Linked DNA regions of Mus musculus: region 1 is linked to region 2. A link is a contact called in public promoter capture Hi-C data. All regions are on one chromosome and are shown on one strand. Each heading gives the region's core, a stretch centred on a gene start, on an enhancer-like site or on the middle of the called end of the contact. The rest is flanking DNA. Distances are from core to core; before and after follow the strand shown. Region 1 overlaps Egf (epidermal growth factor). Region 2 has its middle 21 kb from the start of Gm35787.

Region 1 (3,965 bases), core at 144-2,643, 240 kb after region 2:
GAACAAAGCCAGATCAACTTTCATCAATAAGAACACTCCCTCCAGGCCACGGAACCTGTTTGGGGAGAGCTATTTCCATCCCCGGGGGAGCTACACTCGAAGCAACGACTGAGAACCAACACTAGGGATAGCCTGCAGTCCTAAGCAGCTCAGGGGCTAAGAGAAGAGGAGATGCAATCAAATGTGTTTCTCTCGTGGTGTCAGTGCCTCCCAGGGCTCACTCAGCTTAGACAAGGCCAATGGCCTTTTGTGACTAGATGACATTTCTCAGTGGAAAACACTTTTTTTTTTTTTTTCCTTGAGACAGGGTTTCTCTGTATAGCCCTGGCTGTCCTGGAACTCACACTGTAGACCAGGCTGGCCTCAAACTCAGAAATCCACCTGCCTCTGCCTCCCAAGTGCTGGGTTTAAAGGTGTGCACTGGCACCACCACCCGGCTGGAAAACACTTTTGATCAAGGTAAAATACCGACTCACCGAGCTGCAGGGAGGGAGACAGGCCAGCATCTACTACTGCACCATTCGTACCATCCGCAGGCAGACTCCCATTCTTGGGGTCTTGGTGTTTCTCTAGGACCACAAACTGCAGAACAGAAAAGCAAAGGGTTCAGAGGATAACTGCTGTGATCTAGAAGCCACCTTGATAAACCTTCAACCGTAGTCGAGCTCACCCACACAGAAGGTGAAGCTGGAAAGAAACGCCTTGTCAACTGTCTCCAGCTAAACGTACATTTTCCTTTTTACAGTTTTACCATGTATGTGTACAGGTGTTGTGGCTGCATGTATATCTATCTGTGTATGTGTGTATGCCTGATGCCCATGGAGACCAGAAGAGGGCACTGGATCCCCTGGAACTGGAGTTACAGATGGCTGGCTATAAGCCAGCAAATGGGTGCAAGAAATCAAGCCCCAGTCCTTGGAAGAGTAGTCCGTGATCTTAGTACAGTGTACTTAGATATAATAATAAATAAATCTTTAAAAAAAAAAGAATCTTGGATCCATAGAGGGTCCTGTTTTGCTGCAAATTATACAAGTGTCCTTAGGTATCACCAGTACTTGCCCATCAGCCAGGCCATATATGTGGGTTTGGGCTACCGCTGTTTGTGTGTATGTGTGTGTATGTGTCTATATATAATTCATTTAAGCATGCTATCAAGTCCCAGGTAATTACGACCGCTAGTGAGTATGGGTAACTACTATCTTGCAGGGATCCCCAAGCTGTTCTTTCATAGGTGGCAGCTCAGAAGGCAGAGTGCTGAGAGAGGCCCAGATAAGCACAACAGCACTTCTCTTTACTCAACAAACCATTTTTGTCATTGTTTGCATGGTTCAGACTCACGGCACACTTGCAATGCAGGCTGAGCAGAGCCGACTGGCCTGCACTCAGGCCAGACAGGTTAGGTATTAAAAGAAATCAAACAGAAAGAGGAAGAACAGAAGTAGGCCATGCTCTGGGCACAGGACCCAGGCCGGCAAAGTCTTTCCTTATCAGTAAGTGACCGGGTGAAGGACTGCCCCAAGGTTTGGACTTCTGTGTAGTTCAGAAAGGAGCCCTCCACAGGGAGGACCTAGAACTCAACAGTAAAGAGCATAGAAAAAAAAAAAATCTGTACCTATCTTTCTCATCAAGGGAAGGGTAGGGAGGTTTAGTGAGTGGAGTCAATCAGGGGATAGGGACAGTGATGTTGGGGATGAGGGTGACTCTCAGGAGCTGTTTTCTCTCCCTTTCCATTCTTCACAACACTCGTCACCCTTAGTCTCCTCCTCCTCAGTGGTCTTTCTGCAATGACGTATTGCAGAGTCAATATAGCGGCCTGCTGTGTGAGGGCATAGGCTCCTTATTTCTAGCTCCAGCCAAGATGCACACTGCAAATCTTCCAACCATGTGCCTCTCTGCTAGAAAGAAGCGCCCAAGCTCCAGGGCTCTGGCTGCGGTGGACGGCAGCTGATAGGAGCAGATTTGTTTTTGCTGCTTCTCCTCCGGGTTTGGGAACTGGGTTCTCCCCAGCTCTCTCTGACGTGTGCAGCGGCAGTTGGTGTGGACGGCAGTTATGACAGCTGGGGGGGACGGGACACACAGCTCAGCAGCCCTGGCTTCTGAATGAAGTTCAGAGCCAACAAGCTGCTTGCTACTGCAGCATGGAATTTTGATTTTTTTAAAATTAAATTTTTTTTATTTAAAAGAGACACACATGCAGAAACCATTTCTCCCCTGTTATGATTTAAATGAGATTAATTAAATGTGCAATCTAATTCTCTATAGCCTGTCAAGCGCCATGAAGGGAATTTAGCTATCCACAAAGTCATGAGACCTCAAGGAACTGAGCACTGCCCGGGTCCTAAATCACATGGCGTTTATGAAGCTGGATCTTAGAGTTATACAGAAGAAGATGAGAGGCCCAGAGGTTAAACACTTGTTGAAGACTGGCTGGGCACTAAGGCTAAAAGACATTTTGAGAGCAGTTGGCAGCTGGAACAGAGTTCAGTTTCTCTGAACATCAGGAAGGAAGAAGACAATGAGTAAGAATACTTATCAAGCAATTCATAGCTCATGTACTGATAACACTACCCAAGGTTGGGGACAAGAAGCCACAGCTGCCCCGCTGCTGCTGTTGGGTCCGCTGCTGCTCACACTTCCGCTTGGCTCATCACAAGGGTTCTTTGGGGGGTTTGATAGCTGCTTCCGAGTCCTGAGATAAAGCCAAAAAAATCTGAGTCAAGCTCAAAATAAAAACAAAACACCCATCCCACTCCGGGATAACCCGGAGCAACTGTGTCGGTCGACAAGTTAGATCTACAGATGGTACAGTCAGTCAAAGCACACAGCTGAAAACCCCCAGGCCTCTAGGGGGCAGTACTGGTAAGCAAACAGCTCTAGGGATGCTCAGAGGGACTTAACGTAACTCTGGGTGCACTGCAATCACAAGAGCTCTGACAAGCCTTTTTGTCAAGCAATAGTCCTTACCAGTTGTGTGTGTGAACATGGGTTTGTGTGTGCGCACCTGTATGGGAGTGTGCCCTTGTATGCAGGTGAAAAGCCTTGCACCTCTTTCTCAATTGCTCTACGTGTTGTGTTATTTTTTGAAACAGTGTCTCCAGTAAACCCAGTGTTTGCCACGAAGCCCCAGGGATCCCCCTGTTTCTATCTCCCCAGTGTTACAGATGTAAGTGCACAGTGTGCCCTGCCGTATTGTATTGTATTGTACTGCATTGCATTGTATTGTATTGTATTGTATTATACTGCATTGTATTGTATTGTACTGCATTGTATTGTATTGTACTGCATTGTATTCTATTGTACTGCATTGTATTGTATTGCATTGTATTGTATTGTATTGTACTGTATTGTATTGTACTGCATTGTATTGTATTGCATTGTATTGTATTGTACTGCATTGTATTGTATTGTACTGCATTGTATTGTATTGCATTGTATTGTATTGTACTGCATTGTATTGTATTGTACTGCATTGTATTGTATTGTATTGTACTGCATTGTATTCTATTGTATTGTATTGCATTGTATTGTATTGTACTGTACTGTACTGCACTGTACTGTACTGTATTGTATTGTAGTGTATTGTATTGTACTGCACTGTATTGTACTGTACTGCATTGTATACATAGGTGCTGAGAGCTGAACTTGGGCCCTTAGGCTTGTACGGCAAACACTTTACCGACTGAGTTATACGTGGGCCCTTCATCATTTTTGCTATTGGGCTACAGCAGTCTGAAGCTGAAACCCACCATCCATCCACCCCTGGCTGTCAATCCCCACCCACCGCTGCTCAGGCACGCTTACTGGCGTGTCCATGAAATCAGAGCCCTGAGGCTGAGGCAAAAGAACCTTGAGTTTGAGGCTAGTCCAGGTTACATACAAAGACTTGTCTTAAAAAAAAAAAATCAAATTTCTGAAAAACATTAAGTTATGTGTTAATATATCAAAAAACCAAAAATAATTATATC
Region 2 (3,858 bases), core at 715-3,214:
TAAATAAATAAATCTGTTTTTTAAAAAAAAAAAGCTAAAATTGCAGTTAACACTGAAATAGGAAACCTGTGTCCATCACCCTAGACTCCTTAGGAAAGCGGGTCTCTCTGAGAACACGCTGCCATTGAAAGCATCGCTCCTGGTGATATATTGAAATTCAGTAACTTCTGAATAAGAAAATGCAAAAAATGAACTGGCAGAGAGAAGTGACTGAATGAGAAATCAGATCAGCCTCTATGGTGAAAGCAGGTTTGTACTGGTCTGAGAGGCAGTGCCCCTGAGATCCTGAGGCACAGGGTCTGAGGAGCCAGAGCACCATGCTGTGCTGAGTCTTTGTATTGGAGGGCACGGAGGGGGAGAAGACACAGCTTTGCCAGACCCAGATGAACTGTTTTTCAAGATTGCAGGGTGGCAGCAGAGAAGTCAGATCGGCTGTTTTGCAACCTCCAGGTTCAGGGCACGTGGTGGGTTGGGTGTTAGATGCTTTCTAGGAATTCCATGGGCAGCAGATTTCCTGGAACCTTGGTCTTGTTTTGGGGCCCTGGCTCGGGAGGATCTTCCTTTATTCTGACATTGTGGAAAGACACCCATGCGCCACCTTTCTGACAGAGCATGCTCACAACACAGGTGCACTACAGAACACAGAGGTGGGTAACAGCATGGATGCTGGACTCCAGGAAGCCAGAGGTTGGGCAAAGAAGACATGAAGTGTTCAAAGCAAACAGCCTATATGGTAGTAGAATATCCCCAGCAGCGTCTTCCACATACTTCTGTAGTGACCAGCCAAGCACTGCAGCCTCTGGTCATACAGCTGCTAGCTCAGAGCAAGGCCACTCCATCAGCTATCTGAACCCCATGTGTCTTTCTTGAGTGATAGTCACCTCTGTGCTACTTATGGACAAGATCCATCAGCATGCTGACCAAAGATGATAGGAAAAGTCCAATGTGGGTGTTATTTCTTCTAGTCCAAGAGGAATGGCATCAAGGAAAACAGAAATATTAAGGTCATATCGATACTTCTGTTCTATGTAGATGGATAGACTGTACTACACAATGAGTTGACCGCTATTTTTCTAATCACTCACCATTGATCTACCTTAGGTCTCGCTGTTAGCATTGCATGCTCTATGAGCTTTGAGAAATGTCAAGTAGCATGAATCTATCATTTTGGTGTGTCACAGGATCGTTATTTGCCCTGTAAACCCCACGTGTTCTATCTGTTCATCTTCATTTCTCCCTGGCCCTTGGTTATCAGTCATCTTTTTTGTATTAACTGTCTCCACAGTTTTGACCTTTTCAGAATGTCATATAGTAGGATTCATATATAATATACTCTGTATATAGTATGTAGATTTTTCCACATTGGTTTCTTCACTGCATTGTAGGTATTTGAAGTTTTCTCCTATGCTTTTGTGGCTTGAAAAAAAATACTCCTTTTCAATGGTGAGTAATAGACCATCACTTATTTGTTCACTTTCCTACTGTAGAACATTTTAGTAACTGTGACTTATGCTGCTAGAAACATCTAATTTATCTAAATCTTCCAAATTATCTCTCCAAAGTGCATTTCCATTGGCGACGCCTGAGACGTCCTGCCGCTTCGGGTCCTCACAGCATTGGATCTTGTCAGTTCTTTGGACCTTTGCTATGCAGATACATCACGCTTGTGCTTTAAGATAACAGTTTAAGATTTCCTGCCTATCAAATGTCTTAGGATAGAGACAAGCAAAAATCGGTAACAGCAACAATAAAAAGCAGATGATTCGTTGTATCCCGTGTCGGCTGGTTGCTTTGCATATGTGGTGTATTACCTATATGTATAAATTCATTTCCCTTTTTTGTTTCTTCTAAAGCAGTAGGGAGGTCAACTAAAAGAAGATGCACAGTGTTCATTTGTGGCAGAGCTACTGTTCAATTAAGAGTTTGGCCTTTGATCTGACCTGGAGAAGTCAAGCCAAATGTCCTCTGATCTTTCTCAAAACACAGATGTGTTGCTAAATCACCCCAGAGTAGCTATTTTGATATTCAATGTATTCTAGACTGTACCTAATAATGTTTTTTTTTTAATCATTTTCAGTTGTTTCTCACTCTTTAATCATTCCAGCTCTGTGAAATCCCTGATTGGAAACCTTGCTGACCTGAAAACAGAACTTTGACCTGCTATTCCCAACCTTCCATACCTGGACCCCTGCTTTCAAACAGCACCTTTGTCAGTGGTTGCTGCCATAATGATTCTCCTTTGTAAAGATGCCTTGTGCATCTTCACTGGGTCACACTGAGCAACCCGTTTATCCAAGACTCACATACAGGCAGTGTGTGATGGAAGAGGAATAAAGGAGCCATGGCTCACCCCAGTGAAACCGCACGTGCCTGGCAACCTGTCTCAAAACCCAGAAACACACTGATGAATCCCCAGCCCCCTACAAATGCTCACCATGGCTATTTCAGATCCACTCTGTGTCTATTGCTTCTTCCCCATTCTTGGCTAGCATTCCCCATTTCAAGAGAACAGAAGCTCTCTACAGAATGTCTCTTCAGCCTTCAGTCACTGGGTGATCTTTCTCACTCTGACTCTGACGTGTAACCCGAACCCTGCCCTCTTTGGTGTCCTGGAGTCTTATTCTGAGTTATTCTAAGTGTCCCTTCATCCTTCCAATGCCTCTATTTCTCCTTCCCTGGTTCCTATTCATAATTTAATCACAATTCTACTTTCAGTGCAATCTACCCATCTCTAGTCCTTCAAACCATCAAATTACAGTTTCATCTTTCTCTTCAGAAATAACCCTTAGTGCTAACTCACCTATTCAGCAAATATGTGCTAGGTGCCAATTACAGAGAAAACTTTGTTCGAGACACTGGATATTTGGATATTGGGCAGAGATGGAGAAAGTGCTGCGTGAGCATGCATAATTGAGCCTCTTTGTTTCTAATTGATAGCCTCAGAATATCCTTCTTGTTAGACTCCGTTTATTCGGATAATGCAGAAAGCAGTACAAGCAAGGCTGAGCTCCTGCAGGCTTTTGCCACAGTACGCCACTCTGAGAAGTGCTGGTTCCCAGAAGTTACCCAGCTTTGCACTGAAGGTGTCTGAAGACCCCAAAGATGCAGCTAATGCTGCCTAAGACAGAAGCAGAATGTTGAGGCACTAAGACTACAAAGGTTGAACGGTTGAAAACAAAATCCCCTTCATGGCACGGCCCACATGCCATTCCCAGCCAGACATAGAGATGGTTGTGTAGAAGGGTTTCCTTTGGATTCAGTACATGCCAAGAAGTGCACTTGGGGTCCTGGAAACCTGGCTGGGGGCAGGGAAAGGATGAAGAAAGGACAGACACAGGTACAGAAAAGCTGGGGTCCAGTGGGGTGTGCTGTGATGGAGGTACACCCACTACCATCTTCACTCAGAACCTCAGTATGTTTCTTATGTGCAGCACACGGGTGGGGTCAGGAGTTGGCTAGCCTGAAGGTCTCTGTAAGCAAGGAGACTCACGCTGCAAACACCAAGGAGAGGCAAGCAAGCTGCAGCTGCTAGTTTTTGCACACATTGGTCATCTTGTACTTGGACCAGAAGAAGGTGGCTTTGCCAGCTTTGGGTCTGACTCAGATGGGGAAAGGCTTCGGCAAGTTTCCCTGGCTCTAAGGTTTCATTCTTGTCATGGCTGTGCCTGTGTCAACAGTACATGTTCACTCAAGACTTCGGTCGCTCACAGCTTCCTCCACTTCCTACAAACAAGGTGTATCCAGAGGGATCAGAAAAGAGAGCTATATCACTGTCAGCAGGGGAAAGCACACTCCGTCCCGGTGTTTCTCAAAGCTGAATAAAAGGAAATACCAGTCTGCAAGAGAAAAGGTGCGTGG

The links. Capture Hi-C pulls out chosen DNA fragments and counts their contacts.
Region 1: a promoter capture Hi-C map of liver shows a contact between it and region 2. The contact joins two enhancer-like sites. A contact is called at or near these places in 1 of 39 promoter capture datasets (pre-B cells), 1 of 15 datasets of contacts at CTCF or cohesin (embryonic stem cells), 24 of 484 Hi-C or Micro-C datasets (the AML12 cell line, the AtT-20 cell line, B cells and 14 more), 2 of 115 datasets of contacts at active chromatin or transcription factors (embryonic stem cells and regulatory T cells) and 4 of 9 other capture datasets (adipose tissue, embryonic stem cells, liver and 1 more).

The regions. Positions count from the first base shown.
Region 1 is chr3:129,680,623-129,684,587 of GRCm38.p6, forward strand. It overlaps Egf (epidermal growth factor), which reads right to left. Exons shown (of 24, transcript NM_010113.4): 22 at 2,569-2,689; 23 at 477-582. Among named protein-coding and RNA genes, the nearest start is that of 6330410L21Rik, 71 kb to the right of the region's middle. Within about 2 kb of position 1,394, at least 17 of the 459 cell types and tissues checked have an H3K27ac peak or open chromatin away from gene starts, as enhancers often do. A contact at or near this core is called in liver, where this site is marked.
Region 2 is chr3:129,442,462-129,446,319 of GRCm38.p6, forward strand. No RefSeq gene overlaps it. Among named protein-coding and RNA genes, the nearest start is that of Gm35787, 21 kb to the left of the region's middle. Within about 2 kb of position 1,965, at least 3 of the 459 cell types and tissues checked have an H3K27ac peak or open chromatin away from gene starts, as enhancers often do. A contact at or near this core is called in liver, where this site is marked.